2 separate regions of the Mus musculus genome follow, and region 1 is linked to region 2. A link is a contact called in public HiChIP or PLAC-seq data. All regions are on one chromosome and are shown on one strand. Each heading gives the region's core, a stretch centred on a gene start, on an enhancer-like site or on the middle of the called end of the contact. The rest is flanking DNA. Distances are from core to core; before and after follow the strand shown. Region 1 holds the start of Col7a1 (collagen, type VII, alpha 1). Region 2 has its middle 21 kb from the start of Gm24259.

Region 1 (2,700 bases), core at 50-2,549, 190 kb before region 2:
GAGGAAGGGCTCAGTTTCAGGACAGTGGTCACTGGCCAGACAAAGCATTTCTGATGAACAGAGGGCTGAAGAGCTGGCAGAGCCCAAACATGCAGACTCCACCAGGAGCCCAACGCCTGGAGCTCCTGGACTCTCTCTCTCTATGCAGATCAGGAAGCAGAATCATCCTGTCCACCCCACCCCCACCCCACCACAACCCCAGGACACTGACTGAGAGGTGTTTTAGGACAAGAACACTCTTCCAAGTTATCCCCACCTCTCTCCAGAAGAGGTGTTGGCGAGGGCCTTTCTGGGCTCTCCAAAGCCTATTTCTAGACTCCTTCCTGTTAAGGGGTCTTGGGGCCTACAGTCCTGACCCCACGTCGACTACTCACTGTGGATCATCACTGTACTGCACTGTGGCAAACCGGACGCCCTGTGCACTGGCTGCTCCTGAGAAAGGCAGCACCAGCCCCTCCAGGAATCCTCGCACTTCTCGAAAGTTGCTGCGGCCAATGGACGACGAGCCATCGAGTAAGAACACGATGTCAGCAGCATAAAGGCGTGTGCAGGTCACTGAAGCAGGGAGGAGAGATCATGACCTTTTAGGGAATACAGCCACCCACCATCCTCTAGGCACTGAGGTCCCCTGGGACTTGGGGACTGGAAGGACAATAGGCTTTATGTTCCTCTGCAAACGGAGCCCAGGTAGGCGTATTTCTGCCAGTGTTGGAGGAAACCGCAGTGGGACTCTGAACAGAGCTTCTCAGGGAGGGCAGGAGCACCTTGGGGGAGGATAACCTGCAAGCAGGGGTGTAGCTGCGGGGCTGAAATCAGCGTGGAGGGACTGTTGTCCGGTGGCTGAGGACAGAGGATCAGCCTGCATCCAGGGAGCTAGAATTTGTGTGCCATATGGGATAGGAGGCAATTTGGGGAATGCAGAGTAGAATTCAGGGAGTTTAGGAAGAATCCACGAAGAGTTTGGGGGACTCATCGGTGGAAAGGTGTCAGGGATAAAGTTTGAGTAGATGCATAGGTGACAGACAGGGTGCTGAGCCCCGAAAGATGCCCACCTCTATCTCTGGGCTGGGCCCACACTTCCGGCGCTCCCATCAGGATCTCTGCAGCGCAGAGCGCAGCGACCAGGAGTCGCAGCCTCATCCTGAGTGATAGAAACAGTTAGCCAGGAACCCAACCTCTCTGTCTCTTGTCTCCCAAGCCTTTGGCGGGTGGAAACCGAGTACCCCCCACCCCAAGTCCCGATCTTGCCTGTGCGAGGAGTCAGCCTGCTCCCGCGCCGCAGCAAGTCCTGCCGGCACTGAGGAGAAAAGTCCCTGATCCCAGGAGGCGGAGCAGCAGGCGGGGACCTGGCGGCCCGCCCCCACCCACCTCCCCAGAGGTCGCTTCCCCCACCCCACTTCTCCTGGACTTAAGATATGACGCACTTAAGGGCAAGGTCAGGTCCCAAGACTTTCGAGTATCACTCAGGGTTTTGACAGACACTTCAAGAGCACCCCAACCTTACTTAGGGTTCCAAGTCTTGACTGCTTTCTAGTTAGAGTGACCAATGAAGTCATTGCTGCTCTCTGAAATGTGGACAGGTTCCAGCAGACCATAGGGGTAGCAGCCTGATGGTAGGTAGGACATACTGCAGCTGGCGCTGACTCACCCCTAACCCCATGGGGTGCCCAGACAAAGCCTCAGGCTATAGGTCTTGACAAACGTGAATCAGCCATGCTTCTGTCTGGTGGCCCTCCTGTGCCGCACCCTAACCTTCATGACAGGCAAAGCAGCCCCCAGCAAACAGGAGACTATGGGACTATCCTAGGGACCCCAAGATTCCACTGGGCTGGATCTAAGCAACACTTCCCCATTTTGGAAGAAAGAACTTGTGCCATGCGTGTTCATATTTGTTCATCCCAGTGCCGCTCACTCCCTACTGAGTCTTTTACCCTAGACAGATGCCATCCAGCTGTGTCTGCAAAGAGGGAGGGTTGTCCATATGCGGGGGGGGGGGGATGGACCACCCATGCTGACAGCTCATCTCTCAGGAATCCATCTCCTGATACCCACGTTCCCACTGGCAAGGCCTGTCCACGATTCAGGCCAGGTTCCCCATCTACTTGGCTTCATTAGAACCTGCAAGAATCCCCTCCACCCCTTCTACTCAATTCCCTGACTAGGGCAGGGCCACACCATGACACTCCTTTCCTTGTTGCCTCAAGGTATCTAACTTTCCCCTCCCTATGTGACCCCCCTCTTGATCCTTTCGTGTGGACAGTCATTGCCAGTCACAGGTCAAGCCCTCTTTCCTAATGATTTCCTTTGGTTATACATGCATGGTGACTAGGCGGGTGTCATCAATATAGAGGGACACTCCTAAGAAAACTAGCCCCCATTTGGGCCCTGTTTCCTCTGCTTCCTAGTCAGTCCTGTACAGTTCAGCACAGACCAGAAAGTATTCCCTCATTCACCATGGCTGCTTCCAATATGCCTGGCCCTGCAACCTCCCGCAGATCCACAGGCTAAGTGGGGAGATGGGGACAGGTGCAGGTGTTTAGTTTTCTAGCATGGGCGAACCTCAGGGCACAGAGGACCATCCGTTTCAATTTCCCAGTTGTCAGGAAAGCTCCAGCTCTCCTTGTCACTGAAGACCCCCACTTTCAGAACTATCCCGGGACACAGTGTCTTTACAGGTCCTCGAACCTTTTTGCAACACCC
Region 2 (2,700 bases), core at 126-2,625:
TCAGAGTATTTATTCTTCTATAATGTATAGTAAGAAAACATTTCTAAAATGGTTGCCACCCACAAGAACATTGCCGAAGACTGCTTGAACCCCCACTCTGTTGTAGCAACTATGTTGTAACAAGTTATCACAATATGGTTCTTCAAACCGTATTGATTTATTAAGTTTATGTGCATGAGTGTTTTGTTCACATGTATATATATCTGTGAATCCCATATGTGCCTGGTGTCTTCAGACTTTAAGACTATGTGGGATCCCCTTGAATGGGAGTCACAGATGGTTGTGAGCCATCTTCCAGGTGCTGGGAATTGAACCCAGGTCCCCTGAAAGATGAGCCCGCGCTCTTAAACAGAGCCAGAGCCATTTTTCCAACCTCGGTATTTAATTTTTTTAATTTGTTTTAGATTAGGCTTATTTTATATGTGTGTATACACACATGTGTCTATATGTTGGCACAGCACACGTGTGGAGGCCAGTGGGCAGCTCACGAGAGTTGGTTCTCTTTTCCACCAATCAGGGCCTGGGAACCTCACTCTGATGTTCAGACTTGGTAGAAAACTTGCCCAACAGCCGTTCCATCTCTCTGACCCTGGTCTTTTAATTTTTGTTTGAGACATGGTTTCATTTATGTTTGTGAGCCTCTCCTTTTGCAGCTAAGAAAGAACTTAACCTCCTATCTCTATCTCTAGGGTGCTAGTATTAAGAACATTTCTCAGCAACATAGTTTATGGGGTGCTGGAGAGCAAACCCAGGGTTCTGTGCATGCTAGGCAAGCCCTTTGCCAAATGAGCCCAAGACAAGTATTTGTTTGTCTTACAACGCTGCAATCTGAGTTGGGTGTGGCCACAAATCTTGGCAGATGTAGAGACAGGAGAATCAGGAGTTTGAAGTCAATGACAGTTACATACAGAGTTTGAGGCTAACAAGACACTTGAAGCCTCGCCTAGCAAAAGAATGGCCTTTGGGTCTGAAGAGATGACTCAGTGGTTAAAAGCAGTGATTTCTCTTCCTGCTGTCCAGAGTTAAGTCCTAGCACCCATGTGGTGGCGCAAAACCCTCTGTAATGTCAGGTCCAATGGATGTGCTGCCCTCTCCTGGCCTCATCAGGCATTGCACCCATGTGGTACACAGCATACTTCCCAATCAAGCAGCCAAAGGCCTACATTGAAAGTAAATCTTAAAGTGCAGTGGCAAGTGATATTTCCTCACTCCCAAGAAAATAAATGTTGTGGGTTTTTGCTTTTTGTTTTAAGAAAAAAGGAATCCTAAACTAACCAACAAGACAAAAACCACAAATCAACCAGCCCCAGAGACCTTCCATAAGCTTGAGTAGACACCGGTCCCTCGGCATCACAAAGGCCCCTGGAAGGCAAAGGCTAGACCGTTTAGACCGTTTGCCAGTTACCAGGGTCACTCTTAGGAGAGCTGAGGGCTGCTCTTGCCGATAGTGACTCTTCACTTGGCCCTGCAGATGTATAAAGGATGCTGAACATGGACGGAAAGATGTAACATTGCTGTCTTCATACTATCCACCGCTTGCTGCCTTCACCCGTGGGTCAGATGCTACTCAGCTCTGCTACATAGACACATGGATCATTTAAAAATTGTTTGGGGACTGGAGAGATGGCTCAGAGATTAAAAGCACACCGCTCTCACACAGGGACTGAGTCTGATTCCCAGCACTCACTTCAGGTGGCTCACACTGACCTAGGGGATCCAGCGCCTCTGGCTTCCGAGGGAACCTGCATCCTCATGCGCGCGCGCGCGCACATGCACGAGCACGCGCGCGCGCGCGCACACACACACACACACAGAGTTAAAAATAAAAGTTTAAAAATGTGGGCTGGAGAGACGGCTCAGGGCTTAAGAGCACTGAGCGCTTCTTCCAGAGGTCCTGTGTTCAATTCCCAGCAACCACATGGTGACTCACAACCATCTGTAATGGGATCTGATGCCCTCTTCTGGTGTGTCTGAAGAGAGTGACAGTGTATTCGCATACATAAAATAAATAAATAAACCTTTAAAACAAAGCAAAAAAAAAAAAAAAAAAAGGTTGGGTGGGCTGGAGAGATATCTCTGGGGTTAGGAGCACTAACTGCTTTTCCAGAGAACCCCAGTTCAGTTCTCAGCGCCAGCCAATGTTAGATGGCTCACAACCACATGTAACTCCAGGTCCCGGGGATCCAACAGTTCTGGCATCCAGGGGCATCTGTATGCTCCTGCACACACATAAAAGCATAATAAAAAATAACTTTGTTCTTTTGTTCTATCAAGACAGGGTCTCACCATGAAGCCCTGGCTGACCTGCAACTTACAGTGTAGACCAGGCTTGTCTTGAACTCAGAGATCCACCGGCCTCTGCCTCTCAAATTCAGGGAAAGGACTGAGGTTTGATTCCCAGCACCTCCGTGGTGGCTGACAGCCATCCATGACTCTAATACCTTCTGACTTTCACAAGCACCAGGCATGCACGTGGTACACAGACATACATGCGAGTAAAACACTCATAAACGTAAAATACACAAATAAAGCAGGAAAAAAAAAGTGAAGTTCGACAGTGAACACTAACAAGAAACAGGCTCGTGGCTAATGCCGTAATCCAAGCACTACAGAGGAGGGGGCGAACCTGCGAGGCCCCAGAGTTCAAGGGGATCTTCAGTAACACAGCAGGTTCCAGACTAGCCTGTGCTTTGTGAGACC

What was found. HiChIP or PLAC-seq counts read pairs in DNA pulled down with a chosen protein or histone mark.
Region 1: a contact with region 2 is called in an H3K27ac HiChIP or PLAC-seq map of embryonic stem cells, with 2.0 times the contacts expected there. The contact joins the promoter of Col7a1 here to the enhancer-like site in region 2. A contact is called at or near these places in 5 of 39 promoter capture datasets (the 3T3-L1 cell line, liver, pre-B cells and 1 more), 14 of 484 Hi-C or Micro-C datasets (the G1E-ER4 cell line, the HL-1 cell line, the MNK3 cell line and 7 more), 3 of 115 datasets of contacts at active chromatin or transcription factors (all in embryonic stem cells) and 4 of 9 other capture datasets (adipose tissue, embryonic stem cells, liver and 1 more).

Annotation. Positions count from the first base shown.
Region 1 is chr9:108,952,185-108,954,884 of GRCm38.p6, reverse strand. It overlaps Col7a1 (collagen, type VII, alpha 1), which reads right to left and starts at 1,299. Exons shown (of 119, transcript NM_007738.4): 1 at 1,249-1,299; 2 at 1,053-1,141; 3 at 375-555. The coding sequence starts at 1,140.
Region 2 is chr9:108,758,361-108,761,060 of GRCm38.p6, reverse strand. No RefSeq gene overlaps it. Among named protein-coding and RNA genes, the nearest start is that of Gm24259, 21 kb to the right of the region's middle. Within about 2 kb of position 1,375, at least 7 of the 459 cell types and tissues checked have an H3K27ac peak or open chromatin away from gene starts, as enhancers often do. A contact at or near this core is called in embryonic stem cells, where this site is marked.